Regions from separate parts of the Zea mays genome. Here region 1 is linked to region 2. Evidence: chromatin contacts called from public Hi-C data. All regions are on one chromosome and are shown on one strand. Each heading gives the region's core, a stretch centred on a gene start, on an enhancer-like site or on the middle of the called end of the contact. The rest is flanking DNA. Distances are from core to core; before and after follow the strand shown. Region 1 holds the start of LOC100383840 (HSP20-like chaperones superfamily protein). Region 2 holds the start of LOC103640626 (cationic amino acid transporter 2, vacuolar).

Region 1 (2,993 bases), core at 364-2,863, 750 kb after region 2:
CTGTCCTTCTTGGGTCGCTTCTCATCCCTAGCGGCTTTGTCCACCACCTTCGTGCCTCTCGCTCCACCGCCTAGCTCTTCCGCCCGTTTCGTGGCGTTGGTCTCTTGCGGTTGCGGTTGCTTCTGCCTCTTCTTCGGCTGTTCCTCTGCACCATGAGGCGGCGCCGGCGCCGGAGAAGGAGGCGAGACAGGGACCGGCGGCTGCCACGACCACGGGGGAGGAGTCTTCGGCCCAGGAGCAGCACCCGGCGTCTGGTGTGGCGGTGGCGATTGTTTCCGTTCCTCGGTGCCGGCCTCTGTCAGCTCTTCAGCGGCAGGTGGTGCTGGGGCCGGCGGGGATGGAGGCCGACGCGACGGTGGCTTAGGATAAGTACGTGGCGGCTGTGGCGGGGACGGAGAGCGACGCGGTGGTGGCGGCGGGGACGGAAGCCGACGCGACGGTGGCTTAGGATAAGTACGTGGCGGCTGTGGCGGGGACGGAGAGCGACGCGGTGGTGGCGGCGGGGACGGAAGCCGACGCGACGGTGGCTTAGGATAAGTACGTGGCGGCTGTGGCGGGGACGGAGAGCGACGCGACGGTGGCGGCGGGGACGGAGAGCGACGCGACGGTGGCTTAGGATAAGTACGGGGCGGCTGTGGCGGGGACGGAGACCGACGCGGTGGTGGCTGCGGGGACGGAGGCCGACGCGACGGTGACTTAGGATAAGTACGGGGCGGCTGTGGCGGGGACGGAGACCGACGCGGTGGTGGCGGCGGGGACGGAGGCCGACGCGACGGTGGCTTATGATAAGTACGGGGCGGCTGTGGCGGGGACGGAGAGCGACGCGGTGGTGGCGGCGGGGACGGAAGCCGACGCGACGGTGGCTTAGTATAAGTACGTGGCGGCTGCTGGGACGGAGAGCGACGCGACGGTGGCGGCTGGGACGGAGGCCGACGCGACGGTGGCTTAGGATAAGTACGGGGTGGCTGTGGCGGGGACGGAGACCGACGCGGTGGGGACGGAGACCGATGCGGCGGTGGCTTAGGGTAAGTACGTGGTTGTGGTGGCGGCGGTTCAGGAGCAGGAATGGAAGGTTCTGGGCGCGATGGGTGCCGACGTGGTTGAGGTGGTAGAGGAGGCGCCTGCGTTGGCGATGGGTTCTGGCGTGTCAGCGGCGGCGGTTCAGGAGCAGGAACGGACGGCTCTGGCGGCGATGGACGCCGGCGTGGTTGTTGTTGTGGAGGAGGAGGAGGTGGCGACGGCGACGGAGTCGGCGAGTGCGACAGCGCGGCGACGATGGGGAGCGTGATGATGAGCTTCTCGCCCTCGAACCTGGCGCGGACGCCGTCGGAGTCGCAGTTGTCGGGGAGGCGGAGGTCCTTCTTGAACCTGGCCCACCGGCCGCCCCTGGCGGGTCGCTCGCCGGTGGCGCGCAGCACGCCGTGGTTGTCCACCTGCACCCTCACCTGGTCCTTGCGGAACCCCGGCAGCGCGATCTCCACCACGTCCTGCTCCTCCCCTGCCAGCTTCCACTCCACCTCCGGGTCGAAGTCCTCGAACACCCGCGCCGCCGCGCGCTGCCGCCGGTCCATGCCTGCCTATTTCCTCGCCGCCGGAGACCGAAGCTGCTCGCCCTTCGCGGCGGGCGTGCACGGACAGCGACCCCGCCTCGACGTGTATTTATGGTATCCGGCGGCGTAGCGTGCCATGTATTGCTGCCGTGTCCGAGCCATGGAATGCAAGGATGGGTTGCTTGGTGAGGACAGCAGGAAGCAGCCGGCTGACATGGAGTGCGAGGTGTGGGTTGGGTCACCTCCGTCCTTGGGCCTAGGACATGGTTCCTTTCTTGCCTGTGCTGTGCTGGCTGGCCTCCACGGCTCCATTCCATCGAGCTGCTACTGTAGTGGTCTAGTGGAGTGCTAAGACTGACCGCAACGCTCCCCCCTCCCCTGTCCCCTCCCCTTGCATGCGGCACGTAGGGGGCACTCTATGGCCGCAGCGGTGCCCTCTACAGCGCCCCCTACGTGTCGGTCCCCTTCTCCCCCCCTCAGATCTAGTGTGTCACTGTTCATCACCCTAAACACTGTGCTGTGGGTCCACGAGTAATTGTTAGTAGATAAAAAATTGATAGTTGATATAGAAAATGATATTTTATAGTGGTAGTGGGGTATAGGGGGAGTATTTAGGGGGAACCGCTGCGGGAGATGAAAAAATAGGGGGAAAAGTGATATAGGGGGAAAAATTTAGGGGTAACGGTTGCGGATAGCCTAAGACTGACCGCAACGCTGCCCCCTCCCCTGCCCCCTCCCCTTGCATGCGGCGCGTAGGGGGCACTCTGCGGCCGCAGCGGTGCCCCCTATAGCGCTCCCTACACGTCGGCCCCCCTTCTCTCTCCCCCTAGATCTAGCGCGTCACTGTTCATCCCCCTAAACACTGTGCTGTGGGTCCACGGATAATTGTTAGTAGATAAAAAATTGATAGTTGGTATAGAAAATAATATTTTATAGTGGTAGTGGGGTATAGGGGGAGTATTTAGGGGGAACCGCTGCGGGAGATGAAAAAATAGGGGGGAAAATAGGGGGGAAAAGTGATATAGGGGAGAAAATTTAGAGGTAACGGTTGCGGATAGCCTAAATGAATCTTCAGCCTAAGAGCAACTCTAAGAGGTGCCGCATATCAACGCGAATAGCGTTTTTAGCGTCCAAACTCCACCATTCTCGCTTCCAAGAGACTGCTATTTCTTTTCCCATTTTTTGGCTTCCCACAAAGGCAACGATGGATCCCGCATATATGCGCGAGCAAAACTCTCCCCAATCCTGCCGAGCGCTTGCAATCAAGTAGCTTCCCGCAAATTTTTTCCAGCTACGCGCAGTTTTGTTCGACGAAAGGTGGGTGGCGGCAGCAGATACATCATCGTCTTGGAGGAATACATTGTTGTTCTTCACTGGCGCGGCGCTGGCGGCTCAAGGCCAGTTGCTTCGGACGGTCAAGATATGGTGTTCGGCGGCACACGT
Region 2 (3,259 bases), core at 552-3,051:
CAACAAGGACGTAGACGCCAGCTCCAATCGTCGACCCAACACCTGAGCAATGGCATAGAAGTTCCACGATCAATACTTTCGTTAGTGAGATAGGCCATGTTTGATTTCTTTAGTCTAGGGACTAAAATTTAGTTAGGGGACTAAAGTTTAGTCCCTAACATGTTTGGTTCTAGAGGCTAAAAATAGTAAGAATATACTAAATGACTCATAAGAAGACTAAAATGGCATTTATCATTCTACTGTTATTAGTACAATTGAACTAAATGAGGGATAAACGTGGAATTAATATGATTTAGTCCCTTTTAGCACATATGTGAAGTACTAAAGACTAAATCATTTTAGTCTATATTTTAGTCTTAGTGTTTGGTAAAAAATGGACTAAATAGGACTAAAAACTAGAGACTAATCTTTAGTCGCTCTAACCAAACACCCCATATGGGGTGTAATTAGCAAAACAAAATAAAAAAACATTTGGTTCAACTGAATACTCTATGCAGTCCAGTGAACAAGCCATCTGCATAAGCTCCAAGAGTCCGTTGCACACAAAAAAAAAATCTTCTTTGAGCTGAGTATTTACATGTCAAGAAACAGTTTTTTTTGGGGTTGAAATGCTATGATCTAGTACATGTTATGCACGACGGGCATGTGCATAATCAGAGTAGCAATGCCCAGAACAGTACAGAGACAGCCACCCACCTACCTACCTTGCCAACAGTGACCCAACGCCAAGCAACCGAGCAGAGGAAGGAACTAGAGACGGTAGCAACTGAGATTCCTCTCAACCTTTACCCATAACCTAGATTGCGTCTGGATTGGGGGCTGAGAGGATGGGATGGGTTCCGTTCCGTTCCTGTTTGGATTGGGGACTGAGACACGGACTGGAAACTTCGCAAGCGAAATCTCAGAGAGTAACACAGCTCCAGCTCGAGTACAGTATATCAACAGCAGCTCACTGAACTGAATCCGGCAAATTCAAATCGTCGCACTGGAAGCACCTGCACGGCCGCACCGGCCAAGAGAGAGAGAGAGAGAGAGAGAAAGGAAGGCAGCGAAGCTTGCTTGCACCTTTCGTGGTTTGTTCCGAGTTCCAACAAATTAAATCCCCGCAAAGATCCACCGCAAACAAGAAGAAGAAGAAGGATGGAGGAGGTCGGCATGGAAAGTGAGAGAGGGAAGAGAGGTCGCTAACCGATGGCGACGAGCTGGGTGACGGAGAGCTCCTTGCGGAGCTGGTGGGCGCTGCCGGCGGCGCGCGTCCGCTCGGAGTCTACCTGCTTCCGGCGCATCAGCGCCCGGACCCCGCTGCCCATCCCCGCCGCGTCTGTCCCTTGCTTGCTTGCTGAGGGCCGGCGGCTGCAGAGGGGAATGATTGATTGATTCGTCCTGTTCCTGTAGGGAAGAAAGGCAGAGCAGTCGTCGTCTCCTCTTCGCTGATTAGATGGCGTGCCAACGGTGTATGTATATGACGGTAGAATGGGTCATTATGGGTGTACAACTAGTAAACTGCAAGCTTCGACGAGCGGCACACACGAGAACTTGAGTGTTGTTGGGGGACTTGATTGACGCGACGCGAGAAAGGAAAAGTCCATATTAACCTTATAAAATTGTAGCTCACATGTATAGTATCTATGGACAGGTATGTAATTTTATATAAAAATATATCTTTCCACTATAAATAGAAGCATAATAAGATACATAGGGATACTTTTTTAGTCAGTGAGAGGCCAATCTCTATCATTACCTATATAGCAACGTAAGATCGAAGGTATACATGTAAATGCCTATTGTAATATATAGTTCAGAATAATAGGAGATGAGTTGATTTTGATTGAATTAATTTATCGAATTGTCGTTATTCTTTTTACGCCTTCTCCCATTTGTTAATCCTTAAGATTAATAAATGTGAGAAGAAAAAAATATTTTCATGTGTGTTGCCTTATTTTTTTATCTCTTTCAGGATATAAGAACAAGTGAACAACATGTATGTTTCATTACAATGGTCGTATGAGACAGATGAGACGATTCTTTAGGGCTGATTTGGTGGATAAGGATCACGAGAGGATTCCTTCTCATGGATCTCCTCGTCCCTGTCCACTAAATCATCCCTTAGATAAGACTGCTCGGTTTAGTGTAAGAAGTTAGGACATAACCGTCCCTAGCTGTCTACCAGAATTGAACCGAGACAGAACCCCGTTGGACGTAGCTATCATCGGCTGTCCCAAATGCTCCGCAAGCAAATACACCCTTATTTACGGATAATCTTCGCTTGATGCTAACGGTAGCCCTCACAGATTTTTATTATACTTGTAGCCAGTCAGAGCCCTCTGAGTATTTCATGTGAAAAAATTAGATATAGAGCCATGTACTTGTAGCCAAGGGGCGTGCATAAGTGCATGATGGTTGACCTTTTCAGCCACGCTACACACCACACGCACGACTCTCCGCTCCCAATAGGCTGGCTGGTTAGCAGTGCCGTGTTGGCGTATGCTTATCGCTAAAAATATGCTTATTTGTATGTATGGTCCATACAAGTTCCAAAGTGCGGCAAGGCAAGGAAAGGGAAAAAAGGTATTTTATTCATGGGAGCCGTCAGCCAACCGTGGGATCAAAGATTTCATAATTTTCTTCTCTAGAAGAAAAATATTTTAAAGGTTAGTTTGGGATCCTATTTTTCTAATAAATTTCTATTTTTTCTAAAAAAATTAATTCATTTTCTCTTAAAAACGGTAATTCTTTAGAAAAATATAGTTACCAAATTAGCTCTAATACTAATATTCTAGCGAGATGTGTTATGCAAAGAAAAAGTCAGTTTTGTGAATCCCCGTGCGCCCACGTCAGTCAATGCTGCAGATATGCATGTTCGCTCCCTCCAAGGGAAAAAAACGCCTTATAAACTTCGTACTTGATTTTTAGAAAATTGGTTCTCTACCTACCAAAGTTCACCGTCTCCGTAAAATACCACCCAAAGACCTCAGCTCTGCAAAATACCACCCACAGTTTCACCTTTCTTTGGAAGTCAACATCCCGTTTGTTTCTTCATTAATTACCGTTAATAACGGGACCGAAACACCTCTTCCTCCGTTTCTGATAAAGATGTCAATGGATACCTGTGACCCGATACTCCGTTATTTACTCTATTAGGTATGTATACGGACTAGATATTCTACTCATGGATCTCTAAATAGACAAAAATCTTCACGCAATGGGTAAATGAGTATTAGAAGGTTTTGCCCTCACCCATACTTGTTAACCTATAGGT

What was found. A called contact is a pair of places that touch in the nucleus more often than the background predicts.
Region 1: a Hi-C map of ear shows a contact between it and region 2, with 2.5 times the contacts expected there. The contact joins the promoter of LOC100383840 here to the promoter of LOC103640626 in region 2. A contact is called at or near these places in 2 of 25 Hi-C or Micro-C datasets (ear and leaf).

Annotation. Positions count from the first base shown.
Region 1 is chr1:180,912,754-180,915,746 of Zm-B73-REFERENCE-NAM-5.0, forward strand. LOC100383840 (HSP20-like chaperones superfamily protein) reads right to left here and starts at 1,614. Exons shown (of 1, transcript NM_001176471.1): 1 at 1-1,614. The coding sequence starts at 1,571.
Region 2 is chr1:180,158,319-180,161,577 of Zm-B73-REFERENCE-NAM-5.0, forward strand. LOC103640626 (cationic amino acid transporter 2, vacuolar) reads right to left here and starts at 1,802. Exons shown (of 14, transcript XM_008664067.3): 1 at 1,190-1,802; 2 at 1-42. The coding sequence starts at 1,310.